Regions from separate parts of the Sus scrofa genome. Here region 2 is linked to region 1. Evidence: chromatin contacts called from public promoter capture Hi-C data. All regions are on one chromosome and are shown on one strand. Each heading gives the region's core, a stretch centred on a gene start, on an enhancer-like site or on the middle of the called end of the contact. The rest is flanking DNA. Distances are from core to core; before and after follow the strand shown. Region 1 holds the start of ARHGAP39 (rho GTPase-activating protein 39). Region 2 holds the start of MFSD3 (major facilitator superfamily domain-containing protein 3).

Region 1 (6,639 bases), core at 1,710-4,209:
CGTGGCGCAGTGGTTAACGAATCCGACTAGGAACCATGAGGTTGTGGGTTCGGTCCCTGCCCTTGCTCAGTGGGTTAAGGATCCGGCGTTGCCGTGAGCTGTGGTGTAGGTTGCAGACGCGGCTCGGATCCCGCGTTGCTGTGGCTCTGGCGTAGGCCGGTTGCTCCAGCTCCGATTCAACCCCTAGCCTGGGAACCTCCATATGCCGTGGGAGCGGCCCAAGAAATAGCAACAACAACAACAACAAAAAAGACAAAAAGACAAAAAAAAAAAAAAAAAAACAAACCAAAACAAACAAAACCCCCAACATGGTGAAGTGCAGGCAAGTTTTTGTGAAGCATGGCCACCAGCGGATATGAGGATCGGGGGGTGGGGTGGGAAGAAGTGGAGTTAAAGTTTTTATGATGAGAAATTTCAGAAGAGTTCCCTTGTGGCTCAGCAGGTTAAGGATCCGGTCTTGTAACTGCAGCAGCTTGGGTTGCTACTGTGGGGTGGGTTCAGTTCCTGGCCTGGGAACTTCGACATGCTGTGGGCACGGCCAGAAAAAGAGAGAGAGAAGGAAAGAAACATCAGAGTGTCTTTGAATGCTTGTGGAAATAATAGTGACAAGCAGGCGATGCAGCGTAGGAGAGAGCTGAGCAGCTCTGAGAGTGCAAGAGGGAGCAGGCTCCAGTTCATCAGAGGAGGCACTGCCTGGGACAGCAGCAGGGAAACACGGCCTGCACACATTCAGGAGGGGAGGGGCAGGGCAGGGACGGATGTGCCTTTGGGATTGATGATAAGAAGAGCTTTAGTCTCCTCTGGGAGGTTCATCAGCTAGAGAGGCCCAAGAAATCTCACTTTGGAGAGTGGGAGACTTAACCTGTGGAGAAAAATAAGATCGCCAAAAACCGTAAAGTGCTCTTGTTTGAAGTGCAGCCAGCCAGCCCAGTTGTGTGATGTTTCTGCAGTATTCACCATGAGGAAGGGTGGGTGGGGTTCATGCAATGACCTTTCTTAGGTGTGTACAATGGAGAGCAGAGACCAGAGGGGTGTGTGTGTGTGTGTGTGTGTAGAGTGAGGCAGAGACCAGAGGTAGGGTGTGTGTATGTGTGTGTGTGCAGAGTGAGGCAGAGACCAGAGGTAGGGTGTATGTGCAGAGTGAGGCAGAGACCAGAGGTAGGGTGTGTGTGCAGAGTGAGGCAGAGACCAGAGGTAGGGTGTATGTGCAGAGTGAGGCAGAGACCAGAGGTAGGGTGTGTGTGTGTGTGTGTGTGTGTGCAGAGTGAGGCAGAGACCAGAGGTAGGGTGTGTGTGTGTGTGTGTGTGCAGAGTGAGGCAGAGACCAGAGGTAGGGTGTGTGTGTGTGTGTGTGTGCAGAGTGAGGCAGAGACCAGAGGTAGGGTGTGTGTGTGTGTGTGTGTGTGTGCAGAGTGAGGCAGAGACCAGAGGTAGGGTGTATGTGCAGAGTGAGGCAGAGACCAGAGGTAGGGTGTGTGTGTGTGTGTGTGTGTGTGCAGAGTGAGGCAGAGACCAGAGGTAGGGTGTGTGTGTGTGTGTGTGTGTGTGTGCAGAGTGAGGCAGAGACCAGAGGTAGGGTGTGTGTGTGTGTGTGTGTGCAGAGTGAGGCAGAGACCAGAGGTAGGGTGTGTGTGTGTGTGTGTGTGTGTGTGCAGAGTGAGGCAGAGACCAGAGGTAGGGTGTGTGTGTGTGTGTGTGCAGAGTGAGGCAGAGACCAGAGGTAGGGTGTGTGCGCAGAGTGAGGCAGAGACCAGAGGTAGGGTGTGTGTGTGTGTGCAGAGTGAGGCAGAGACCAGAGGTAGGGTGTGTGTGCAGAGTGAGGCAGAGACCAGAGGTAGGGTGTGTGTGTGTGTGTGTGTGTGTGTGTGCGCAGAGTGAGGCAGAGACCAGAGGTAGGGTGTGTGTGCAGAGTGAGGCAGAGACCAGAGGTAGGGTGTGTGTGTGTGTGTGTGTGTGTGTGTGCACCCGCGCGCAGAGTGAAGGAGGCCTAAAGGAAAGGGCGAGAGGGGTGAGGGTCTCCATCAGCGAGCCGCAGGAGGCAGGGTGTTAAGAGAGCAGGAGTGAGCTGCAGGACGGGAACTGCAACTCAGCTGAGGGCTTCTGAACTTGGGCTTTCAGCCTTTGCAGCTTCTTGCGTTGATGGGATCCAGGCCCTGGCCGGTGTGCTGCGGACTTCTGCGTTCTGTTGTAGGAGCTGCAGGCTGACCAGCTTCCATTTCTATAGAAATGGAGGTCGAATACGACAACTTCTGGAAATGAACTCTGTATAGGCAGTAATAATTTTAAAAGCCTGAAGAAGAGGCCAAACGCAGAGTAAAAAATGCTAAAGAGGACAAGAGCAAAGCTGAATTGAGCACGTACCAAGAGTTAAGATGAGGGAGCAAAGAGGCTACAGACCGTCCAGTTTATCTAACAGATGCATAGGGAGAACCTACGAGAATGGAGGAGAGCCAATGCCTGGTAACTTTCCAGAGTCGAGGAAAAGTGAACTCTCAGGTTCAGGAAGTCCAACATGGTTTGTGCAGGTAAAATCACACCAAATCCACACCGACACGTATGAAAGCTCAACTGCACAGCACGGAAGGGGATCGAAGTCTCTTGAGCGATCGGAAGGGCGAGGTCGGCGGCGTGCGGACCGCGAGGCCGAGGTGGGCGGCAGCGTCAGTCGGCCAGAGGCCTCCCTTCGCCGCCGCCGCCACCCCTGGACTGGTCGGGACAGCGCGAGGCCGCCACACCCTCCTTGTGGGCGGGCCCAGCCCGGCCGAGCTCCGGCTCTCGGGATGCAGCGCGCGCCCCCGGCCGGACTCCGGCTCCCGGCGTGCCGCGCGCCGGCTCACGCGCACGGGGCTCGCGGCTGCGCCCCCTGGCGGCGAGGCGCGCGGGGGCGGGGGCGGGGCCGGAGGCGGGGGGTTGCGCTGGTGACGGGAGGACGCGCGGCCGCGGCTCACTGGGCCGGCGGCGGCGGCGGCGGCGGCGGCGGCGGCGGCGAGCGCGCACCGAGCGGGTGCCGCGGCGGCGAAGGCGGCGGCGGGAGAGCCACGAGCAGCTTGCGCGCGGCGTGCGGGCCGGGATGAGAGGCTGCGGTGGCGCGGCCCGCACACAGCCGGCGGGTGAGAGCGCGGGCAGTGGGCGGCGCGGGCCGGGAAGATGGCGGAGGGGCCGGCGCTGCGGCCCCCGCCCGGCCTCGCGGAGGCTCCGGACCCGGCCCGCGAGGATACGGGTCCGCGGCGACCGAGGCGGCGGGTGGGGCCGCGGCCAGGCGCGAAGGCGCAGGGGCTGGGTGTGGGGGCCGGGCTCGGCGGGGGCGCATGGGTGCGAAGGCCCAGGCCGCGCGGGGCCAGGGCGTGAGGTGGGTGTGGGGGGCCGGCCCGGAGGTGGGGGCGAGCGTGCGGGCTGAAGGCGGAGGTGAGGTGAGCGTGCCGGCCTGAGAGCGGAGAAGGGGGTGAGCCTGCCCTGCCGAGGGTGGGCGTGAGTGGAGTGCCCGGCCTGAGTGGGGGGCGTCGGCCAGATTTCCGGGGCGCAGTCGGGGGGCGGTGCGGGGCCGGGCCTGGCTTTGTCGGGGCTCGGGGAGCCGGGACGCGCGTGTCCTGGTTCGGGCCGTGGCCGCCAGCCCCGTGGATCTGGCCTCCGCTGCGAGGAGGGCTGGGGCGACCCCTCCTTCTCGCCCTGGTTGTCCCCGAGATCTGGAATGCCCTCGGTTGCGGGATTGGTGTGGGTGGAGGCCGTGTTCGTATGCGGGCCGAGGTCTAGGCAGGCCGTGCGCATCTTGGGGGTCAGGACGTCTTTTATTTTAAAACGTGCAGCTGGCTGCGAGGCCGCGGCAGCTGTGGGTGTGTTACATGCGGCTCCCACCAGCAGCTGCTGTGGGCGCTGTGCAGCCTTCAGCAGCAAAAATGCGGCGCCTCGCCACCCTCTTCAGCGTCGTAAGGTTTAACCAAACCTCCTGTGACCTTTGCAGAAACCTACAGTTGCAAGGCTTCGTGTTCTGCCCCTGGTGCAGACAATAGGGGATTTGTCTTTGAAGCCATTGCGGGAGAATTGAACCCTGTACATCCTGGGTGCCTCTGTAAACAGCAGGTGGTTCCCGGTCAGCGGCTCCCCTTTCACAATGAGCAAGGTGTGTTTCTCCTCGCTGGGGGAGGGGAGGGAGATTTGCTAGGAGGTGTGACTGAGAAGCAAGGAGACCTTCCGAGAAGGCGCTTGGCGCACACGCTAGCCGGCTGCCAGCTTCGGGAGGAGCGGAGGTCCCAGGCCTTTCTGCCACACTTTGTCTAGTCAGCAGTCTTGTCAAGAGGCTGGAGAACAGAGTGGAGAAGAGGGCGGATTCTGGAGCCAGACTGCCTGCCTGCCTTTGAGTCTGTGACTCTTCTGTTTACTGGCTTTGTACGCTGCCTTTGGTTCATCTCTAAAATGGGAACACCAGTAACACCGGCTGGGGTGGTTGTTGAGACTCAGTGAATTACTTGTGCCTTGTGAGTGTTCAGAAAAGTCAGGAGTTATCACTGCCAAGATCTGGTTTCCAGGGTGCACTTGCTGGGTTGTTGGTTCTTCAGCTGTTTGTCTTAGTTTAACTTGAAGTCTTTGGCTACCTTTTCTTACACAAGTTGGGGTCATATTTGGAGAAACAGGTCTTTTTTTCCGCTGTGCCTGCAGCCAGGGCCAGGGATCAAAGCCTTGCCGCAGCAGCAACCTGACCTTAACTCACTGGACCACAAGGAAGCTCCAGAGAAACATGTTTTTATAAAGGTAAATGAGGAAGAAATCTTATGTGCTGAGATAGAGTATCCCATAGAGCTGTTGTTAAAAATATTTTTAGGCAAAGAAAGCTTCTAACGAGCAGTCAGGAGCCCTGCAGTACTTGCTGCCCTAGGAGGTAGGTAGGGTTATTATTGACAGAAATGAGATGTAAAGACAGTTCTTGGGTAATTCTCCATTTGAATAAAACTACCAAAGCCATAGTTGTTAGACTTCACAGTGTTATCTTTGTAGTAGAAGAGATAATTTATTAACAAACTTGAAGTGACAGTGAGGGCACGAGAACTTGGAATTGGCAGTGCTGTAACATTCAGTCTTGCTGAGCTGTTGGAGGGAATCACTTGATGTGCTTTAGAACAAAGTGGAAAAATTCATCTTGTTTCCCAAGGAGATGGTGCTCTTTCTCTGATGCAGGGAAAGTATCTGAGACTGACTTTCTTAGGGGGAGACTCTTAGACTTACCCTAGGTAACTTCATCTCATCCCCTTAACCCGTGTGACTCCGAGACTAGAGGGAAGCCCCCCACCCTAAGTAGAGTGTTTTAGCATTTGTGGGTTTCAGGTTGAGAACGTTTGATGTTCAGAACAAATGGTAATGAAATAGCTTCTGTGAGCACATTTTAAAATATCTGAAGATAGGTTTTGAAATGTCCGTCCCAGCCTCTCTCCTGCGTGTGGGCTGTCCTTGAACAGTGGAAGCACAGTGAACGGGGCGTCTGGTTAAGGTTCTACCTGGTTCTTTGCTGCTTTTGAAAAAATGTATAATATGTTCTCATAGTGAAATACCTAATTTTACTAGGAGAACAAGAACAACAAGATGCCTTTGCCGTGCCTGTGTCCTGACCCCTTAGGCCATCTGTGGTAGGTCGCACACACTCCTTCTCAGGGTCAGTGTTGTCAGGGTCCTGTCTAGAGCGCGGCCTGGGTGCAGTGCTGGGCCTGGGAGACCCCTGGGCAGAGCTGAGCTGGAGTGTTCACCTGCCTCCAGGTTTCTCCTCTTACCTTTCTTACTTCCCGGGTGGCGTCTGCACCCTTAGGGGCTGGCCGTCTCCACTGCCGCCTGTACCTGCCTCACTGCCTTCTGCCAGCCTTTGGGACTTGTTTTGATGTTGCCGGGCAGCCCTGCCCTGCTCCCTGCGGCTGTTTCTGACCCTCTAGCTACACTGTTGTACCCTGCTGACAAGGGCCGCCTTATGTGGCCTGCAGTCCTGGCTCCCTCCTGCCCCTGCTGTGCAGGTCCCAGTCTTCCAAACCGTGCTGCAGACAAGGGTCTGTAAGCTCCAGCCACCGACAGCCCCTGCCTGTCTTTGAAAGTAAAGTTTTGGAGTTCCCGTCGTGGCACAGTGAAAACAAGTCTGACTAGGAACCACGAGGTTGCGGGTTCGATCCCTGGCTTCACTCAGTGGGTTAAGGATCTGACATTGCTGTGAGCTGTGGTGTAGGTTGCAGATGCGGCTTGGATCTGGCATTGCTGTGGCTGTGGTGTGGGCCGGCAGCCGTAGCTCCGATGAGACCCCTAGCCTGGGAACCTCCGTATGCTGGTGTGCGGCCCTAGAAAGCAAATCAATCAATCAAATTTAAAATAAATAAATAAAGTTTTATTGAAGCGCAGCCACCCTTATCCACTTCTGTGTCATCTGTGCCTGCTTCGGCAGGATTGTTTCAGGTTTGGGGAACAAAGACAAGACGGTGGGGTATGTGCGGTTTGTGAGGTTTAGAAGGTTGTGTGAGGAAGAAGAGGAAATAAGGATTAGAGTGGGAAGGTCTTTAGATTTGATTCTTTGAATAACAGGCAGCCACTTCAGGCCTGTGAACGGGGCCGTCCTGATCAGGTGGTTCGGGAACTCTTCCCTGGCAGTGATGTGTAGGCTGCATTGGAGGAGAA
Region 2 (6,639 bases), core at 2,417-4,916, 90 kb after region 1:
CCCACCCAGCTCCAGGCCCTGGCCCGCAGGTGACTACACTTCCCCCTGGGCTGGGGACAGGGACCAAGGACCAGGCTTCCGATCACATGCCCCCTTCCCTGGCTCAGGTGTCCTCCCCTGGCTGCGTGCTTAGCCCAGCAGAGCCCTGAGAACACAGCTTCTGTGGAGTTCGATGTGGTGGAGCTGGCAGACTCCATGGGCTGGGAGCTGGCCCCCGTGCGGCGGGCCCTCCGGCAGCTACAGTGGGACCCGGAGCCCAGGACAGGTGCGCCTGCCCCCCAGCCCTGCTTGCGGTGGGCTTACCTGCCCACCTGCCCATGTCTAACACCCTGTCTGGCAGGTCTGCCTCGGGGCACGGGGGTGCTAGTGGATTTCAAGGTGCTAGCCTTCCACCTGCGCTCCCCCGGGGACCTGACCGCCCAGGAGAAGGATCAGATCTGTGACTTCCTACATGGACGCGTGCAGGCCCGAGAGCGAGAAGCCCTGGCCCGCCTGCACCACACCTACTGGGCTTTTCACAGGTGCTGGAGGAGGTGGGCGGGGCCTGGGCCACCCCACCCACCCCCAGGTGGGCAGACCTAACTAGCCCATGCCACCCCAGCGTGGCCTTCCCCAGCTGTGGGCCGTGCCTGGAGCAGCCCGATGAGGAACGCAGTGGCAGGCTCAAGGCCCTGCTCCGCCGCTACTTTGAGGAAGAGGAAGCAGGTCCAGAGGGCATGGACCAGCAGGGCCCCGAGCCAGGCCAGGCCACGGTGAGTGCCAGGATCTCCAGGGAAGGTCAGGCCGTGGCAGGCATGAGCGTGCGTGCACTGTGCGCACACGGGTACACACTCACTCCCTGCCCTGTGCCGCGGCAAGACTGATGTGTCCCCCACGGGCAGCTCCAGGACTGGGAGGCTCAGATCCGACGGGACATCCGCCACCTGCTGTCCTCGTGGCCTGAGCAGCAGTTCTCAGGCAGGGCTGTAGCCCGCGTCTTCCACGGCATTGGTGAGGACCTGGGAGGCACAGCCTGGAGAAAGGCAGGGGCTGGCAGCCAGAGTCCCCAGGGCCACATCTCTGTCCACCGCAGGGAGTCCCCGCTATCCAGCCCAGGTGTACGGGCGGGACCGGCGCTTCTGGAGAAAATACCTGCACCTGAACTTCCACGCCCTGATGCACCTGGCCACAGAGGAGATCCTGCTGTGGGGCCGCTGAGTGGCCTGCTGGGGGGACCGTGTCAGCACAGCAGAGATGAGGCATCGGCGGCCAGAACACTGTGTAGCCCCTCTGGACAAAGCCTACTGCCGGGGCGCGGGGGCAAGGAGGCCTTAAAGCAGAATAAAAGATGCTCACGTCTTTTTTAGGGACCTTCCTTCCAGTGGGGACAACCCCACAGTCTGAGGACAACCAAGCACATCTCAGTCCAGACACAGGCCTCGGGTCCACTCCACTTTATTGACAAGGCCAGCCACCCGGCTCAGGCCAGCGTGCTGGGTGCAAGGCCTAGGCACAGCATGGGTGTGGCTGAGAGAGCGAGGAAGAGGAAGAAGCAGAAGCGCAGCCCCAGGCTGTCAGCCAAGGCTCCGGCCAGCGCGCCCACCAGCAGCTTCCCCAGCAGCTCCAGAGTGGCCAGGAGGCTGTAGTGTGTGGCCTGGAGATTTGTGGAGATCAGTCAGGACCTGCTTGGACTCCAGTCCCGTGGCCCGAATGTCCCAGCCACGTACCCTCACCTGCAGGGCACTGGGTGCCAACTGGCTGCAGCGCATCATCAGGGTGAAGGTGGTGGTTGTGACCAGGCCTCCCAGGAAGTGCTGCAGACACAGGCTCAGCAAGGCTGCCCCTGGGGGTGCTGAGGTCAGCAGGGCTCAGGATTCTAGGCTCCTCCCCCCATGGACAACCTCTCACCTCTCAGGACTGTGCCAGGGCCCACCCTGGCCCCAGGGGCATCCAGATGAAAAACCAAGACAGTCTGGCAGGCCAGGCCCCCAAGACGGAACCGAAGCAGTGACCTCAACAGGGGCAGTGGCTGCCTGGGGTGGGGAGACTGGGTAGGTCAGAGGGGGTGGGGAAGGTAGGGGTGGGGGGGTGGCAGGCAGGGCAAGCTGAGGGGGACGCACCGGTGCCTGGCCAGCAGGGCGCCACCCAGAGATGAGCCCACAATGGAACAGACCACAGCGCCCACGCCATTCCACAGCCCCAGCTCTGGGGTAGAGACGCCACAGTCCAACAGGAGGAGTGGGAACAGGCTGCTGGTGCCCTGCTCACCTGCAAAGAGAAAATCAGCAGGGGCAGCCTGCTTCCCTCTCCATTGTGCTTCCCCAACCCTGCTTCTGCCTCAGGCTACAGGTGCCAGAAGCTGGGGCTGGGCATTGGCTGAGCTCAGGGTCAGCAGGGAGTAGAGAGGCTTTGGCAGGGGGCAGTGTGGCTGGAGCTCAACAGCTGTGGAGCTGGACCTGCCGGACAAGAAGCGAGGCCACTGGGCTCCAGCCTGCAAGTCGTACTCCAGAAAGAAGGAAGGCAGTCCCACAAATGGGCCCCATAGTCATGGGGACCCACCTGGAGCTCCCCCAGGCTCCCGCCCCTACTCACCCAGCTTGTAGGAGAGCACAAAACCTGCCATCCACAGGGTCCCAGGCACGGCCAGCAAGTGCTGCTGAAGGTGCAGCGTGTGTCGGCGGGGTTCTGATGGCTGAGGCGCAGGAAGCTGTTGCAGGGCCGGTGCAGCCCAAGCCAGGGCAGCAGCCAGCCAATAGGTGGCAGCCAGGAGCAGAAAGAGCAGGGGCCAGGAGAGGGTGGGCAAGAGGGTCAGCAGTCCACCCCCAGCCAGCACCGCCCCCAGCTTGTAAGCCACCACCTGCACCGTGTTGCCCGGCCCCAGCTCTGCCGGCTCCAGGAGCTGCATCGCCAGTGTGTCCAAGGCCACATCCTGTACAGCTGCAGCCAAGTTCAGTAGCAGAAGTAGCCCTGCCACAGTAAGAGGCAGCCCAGACTGGCCAGCTTCAGCAGGAGGCAGAGCTGCCAGCAACCCACACAAGAGGCCAAGAGCTGCTGTGCTGAGCGTCAGCCAGGCCCTCGGAGAGCCCCGAGCGTCCACCAGCGGGGCCCACACGAGCTTGAACAACCACGGTGCATACAGCACTTTGGCCAGTCCCACGTGTGTCAGGGACAGACCGCGAGCCCGCAGCAGCACCGGCAGAAGGCCAGACTGCAGCCCATAGGGCAGGCCCTGCACCAGGTAGAGGCTGGCAAGCACCAGCAGCTTCCCGTGCATGGCCAGGAGAGCGGGGACATGGGCCCAGGCTCTGGTGGCTGGGGCTGGGTTCCAGGCCCGGCCGCGGTGGGATCAGAGGGGGCTGGGCGGTTCGGCGTGGGGTCTGGCCAAGATTTTTTTTAAGGCTGGCGTCGGCACCTGCGCGCTGGCGTCCTCGGGGGCGTCAGTACGCGGAAGGACCGCGAGTCGGCCACGGCGGTGCTCGCCGCCCGGCTCGGGACCGGGCCGCGCAGGCGCCGCGGAGAGACGCGGTGGCCATAGAGGGCGCGAGCGGGCTAGAGTGCCAGCCGCCCTCGGGCGCCCCCGGTGGTCAACCTGGCGGCGGCCGGGGTCAGCTTTGGCGCCAGGGGCACCAGCTTCCAGGGTGAGAAGCCTCGAAACCCGCGGCCCAGCCAGGTGCCTCGCAGAGTTAACAGATCCAGTCCCAAGACTGGCTGGACCCAGAAAGTGCCTCCTAGTGTCTCACCTGGAGCCTGGTGGCTGCAGTGTCCACTGGGTCGCTCAGTGGCGCCTGCAGAGGAGTTGGCCTCTTAAGGCCACTACCTTCTTGTGCTTCTGCTGTTGGACCCCTCACCCGCTGGTTTCAGTGCCCTCCCCAGCCTGCAGAAGGTGGTGAAAGGGAGGAAGTTCTTGGGAGAAGTCTGAGCCGCAGTTCAGCACAGGATGCAGCCAGCTGCTGCCGGAATCGCCCTCTAGTGTCCAGTGACAAGGCCAGGAGAGCCTATGTGGGGCCAGCTTGGCTCCAGCCAACCTTGGCTGAGGGAGAGGCCAATCTGAGGGGAAACGTGAGCTTCGTGAGCGGTCTCACACAGCCGTTCCTGCCCAGAGCTGTGCCATGTGGGGTGCCTGAGGACCAGAGGAGGTAGTGAAGCATGGGCAGAGCTGGAGCTTTGGCCAGTACTGTCTCGGAGCCTGTGGCTCCATGAAGCTGGCCCACCCCCTAGACCAACACACAGGCACTTGATCCAACACACTCCTTCCCCTGCTGAGGCCACTTTGAGTTTCTTGTCATTTCTGCATAGGTGGGGGGCCCAGGTTTCCTCACCTATAAAATGGGGACTGCAATGCCCACCACAGAGGCCCGTTTGGACAGGGATCCACGGCGGTGTCTGGCCTGCTCATCCCCGTGTTCCAGGTTCAAGGACACAAGGTCGCCCCCGCACCTGGCTGTCCAGGTGTCCCCCGGCCCAGCGCTCCACAGGGCACCTCCTCCTAAGCATCTAAGGTGTTCTCCTCCCCCAAACCGGCCCTCCAGTGCTCCAGCTTGGGAGGGGCTGCCCCCTCATGGCTTCCCAGCCACGGACTGTGTTAGCACAGGGACGTCACGCACACCACACTGGGACCACCACATGGCAAAGGAGCTGGGCTTGCTCTTCCTCCTGTCCCTGCTCTTGGCACCGCTGCTCCTCCTGCGGTCCCACAAGCGCACCACTGCCATTTGCCCAGTTAGGAAAACCAAGACTCCCTCTTTGAGCCCTCACGACCCCTTGAGTTTTTCTGTTCATTTGCTTGTCTTTTGAGGGCGGCACCCACACCAGTTCCCAGCTAGGGTTTGAATCAGAGCTACGGTTGCTGGCCTACACCACAGCCACAGCAACACCAGATCCAAGCCGCATCCGCCACCTATGCCACAGCTCACGGACAACTCCGAATCCTTAACCCACTGAGTGAGGCCAGGGATTGAACTCACGTCCTCATGGATACTAGTCAGGTTTGTTACCATTCAGCCATGATGGGAACTCCATGGTCCCCCGTTTCCTGCTACTCACCCCATGCAGCCTAGTCCACCCTATGGCTTAACATGTTCCCTAGGCTGCCAGGGACAAGGTGGACAGCAGGGGAATGCAGCCAGGACAGGGGACACAGCTTTCTGTGACTTTCTCAGGAAAGGCTTACACTCTGGGACCCTTCTCCTGTGTTTCTTTTTGCGGTCCCCTCCTCACCGCTAACAACTCCGGGGTCCCCCTGAGGAGCTGCCGTTCGCCTGGTACCTTCCTCCACCCCTCCTTGCTTGTCTCCGTTCTCTTAGCAACGTTTGCAGATCTCTGCACCAAGACCAGAGGACCATGGTGGAGACCCAGCCAGCAGAGGTGCTGTGTCTGTAGGAAGGTCACCTCCTCTGGAAGCCCTCTTGACAGTTCCTCCCGAGTCCCCAGGCCTGCACAGAAGACGATGCGGAAAGGCAGTCAGGAGTGGACACGGGTGTGCACACGGCCTCCAAGCAGCCAAGCTGTCTTAGCTTTATTCGGGGCCTGCCGAGAGACAGAGGCCCAGCCCCGCAGGCCCCGGGAGCAAGCGCAGAGCGCCCCGGAGATCGCCCCCAGGGCCCTGGGCCCTGTCAGTCCACGTTCGTGCCCGCTGGCGCGGCCGGGCGCACAGCGGGGTCCTCAGGAGTACTCGAGAGTGAACTTGGCGTGGAACTGGCTCAGCTTCTCCAGCAGGGGCCGCAACTTTTCCATGGGGGGCAGAATGGTCATCCTAAAACGGGGGAGAAGGTAAGCGAATGGGGCGCCGCGGGGCGCGGGGAGGGGCTGCACCGGCCGGGCCTCACCGGAAGTGGTAGGTGCCTTCGCGCTGCCCAAAGCCGCTCCCAGGCACCACGCAGATGCCAGTCTCCTCCAGAAGGCGCATGCAGAAGAACATGTCCGGAGCCAGGCCCAGCTCCTGGGGGCGGGGCGGCTGGTCAGGGCGGGACGCCTCGGACCCCGCCCCCCGCGGCCCCGCCCCTCCGCGGCCCCGCCCGCCCGACGCCAGACCTGAGCGCGCTGCACGGCGCGGGGGGGCAGCTGCACGCGCGGGAAGGAGTACATGGCGCCCTGCACCGGGTTGCAGTGGATGCCGGGAGCCTCGTTGAAGACCTGTTCAGTGAGCTTGGCCTTGGCCGCCAGCTCGGCCAGCACCTCCCGCTTCTCCTGCGGCCGTGGAGGGAGGGCTGGTCAGGCCGGGCCGGGGGCTCGGCGCCCTCAGCCCTCGCGTGCCCGCGACTCTGACCCCCTCGGCCGCGCCCACTCACCGCCTGGAACTGCGCGAAGGAGGGGTCTGAGGGCGCGGGCGGGCTGAGCACCGCGTCCAGCAGGACCTGGCCCGGCGTAGGCGGGCACAGCCGCACGCTCCTCAGCTTCTGCATCTGCTGCTGCACCGCGGCGTCCATGTTCACCACCTCCACGTAGCCGCCGCGGAAGCCGCACCTGCGAGGCAAGGGCGGGCGTCGAGGCAGGGCCGGGAGGAAAGGAACGAACGGCCCCGAGGGCACCTCGGGTCGGGCGGTGGCCGAGGTTCGCCAGTCCCCGCCCGTCGGCCCGCACGCACTCGCCCATGAAGCCCTTGGAGACCGAGTGGAAGGATGCGAGCTCCTGCCGCGCCGCGTACGGCGGCCCCATCTCCGT

What was found. Promoter capture Hi-C pulls out the DNA fragments that hold promoters and counts their contacts.
Region 2: a promoter capture Hi-C map of liver shows a contact between it and region 1, with 2.7 times the contacts expected there. The contact joins the promoter of MFSD3 here to the promoter of ARHGAP39 in region 1. A contact is called at or near these places in 2 of 5 promoter capture datasets (fetal liver and liver), 2 of 47 Hi-C or Micro-C datasets (both in liver) and 2 of 2 datasets of contacts at active chromatin or transcription factors (alveolar macrophages and skeletal muscle).

The regions. Positions count from the first base shown.
Region 1 is chr4:203,176-209,814 of Sscrofa11.1, forward strand. ARHGAP39 (rho GTPase-activating protein 39) reads left to right here and starts at 2,960. Exons shown (of 13, transcript XM_003125457.6): 1 at 2,960-3,110.
Region 2 is chr4:292,289-298,927 of Sscrofa11.1, forward strand. MFSD3 (major facilitator superfamily domain-containing protein 3) reads right to left here and starts at 3,667. Exons shown (of 4, transcript XM_021090521.1): 1 at 2,572-3,667; 2 at 2,100-2,247; 3 at 1,707-1,831; 4 at 1,419-1,633. The coding sequence starts at 3,253. The coding sequence ends at 1,554. RECQL4 (ATP-dependent DNA helicase Q4) reads left to right here. Exons shown (of 22, transcript XM_013996390.2): 17 at 1-29; 18 at 108-265; 19 at 341-521; 20 at 602-752; 21 at 859-990; 22 at 1,073-1,341. The coding sequence ends at 969. GPT (alanine aminotransferase 1) reads right to left here. Exons shown (of 12, transcript XM_021090479.1): 8 at 6,563-6,639; 9 at 6,267-6,441; 10 at 6,010-6,165; 11 at 5,805-5,917; 12 at 5,459-5,731. The coding sequence ends at 5,641.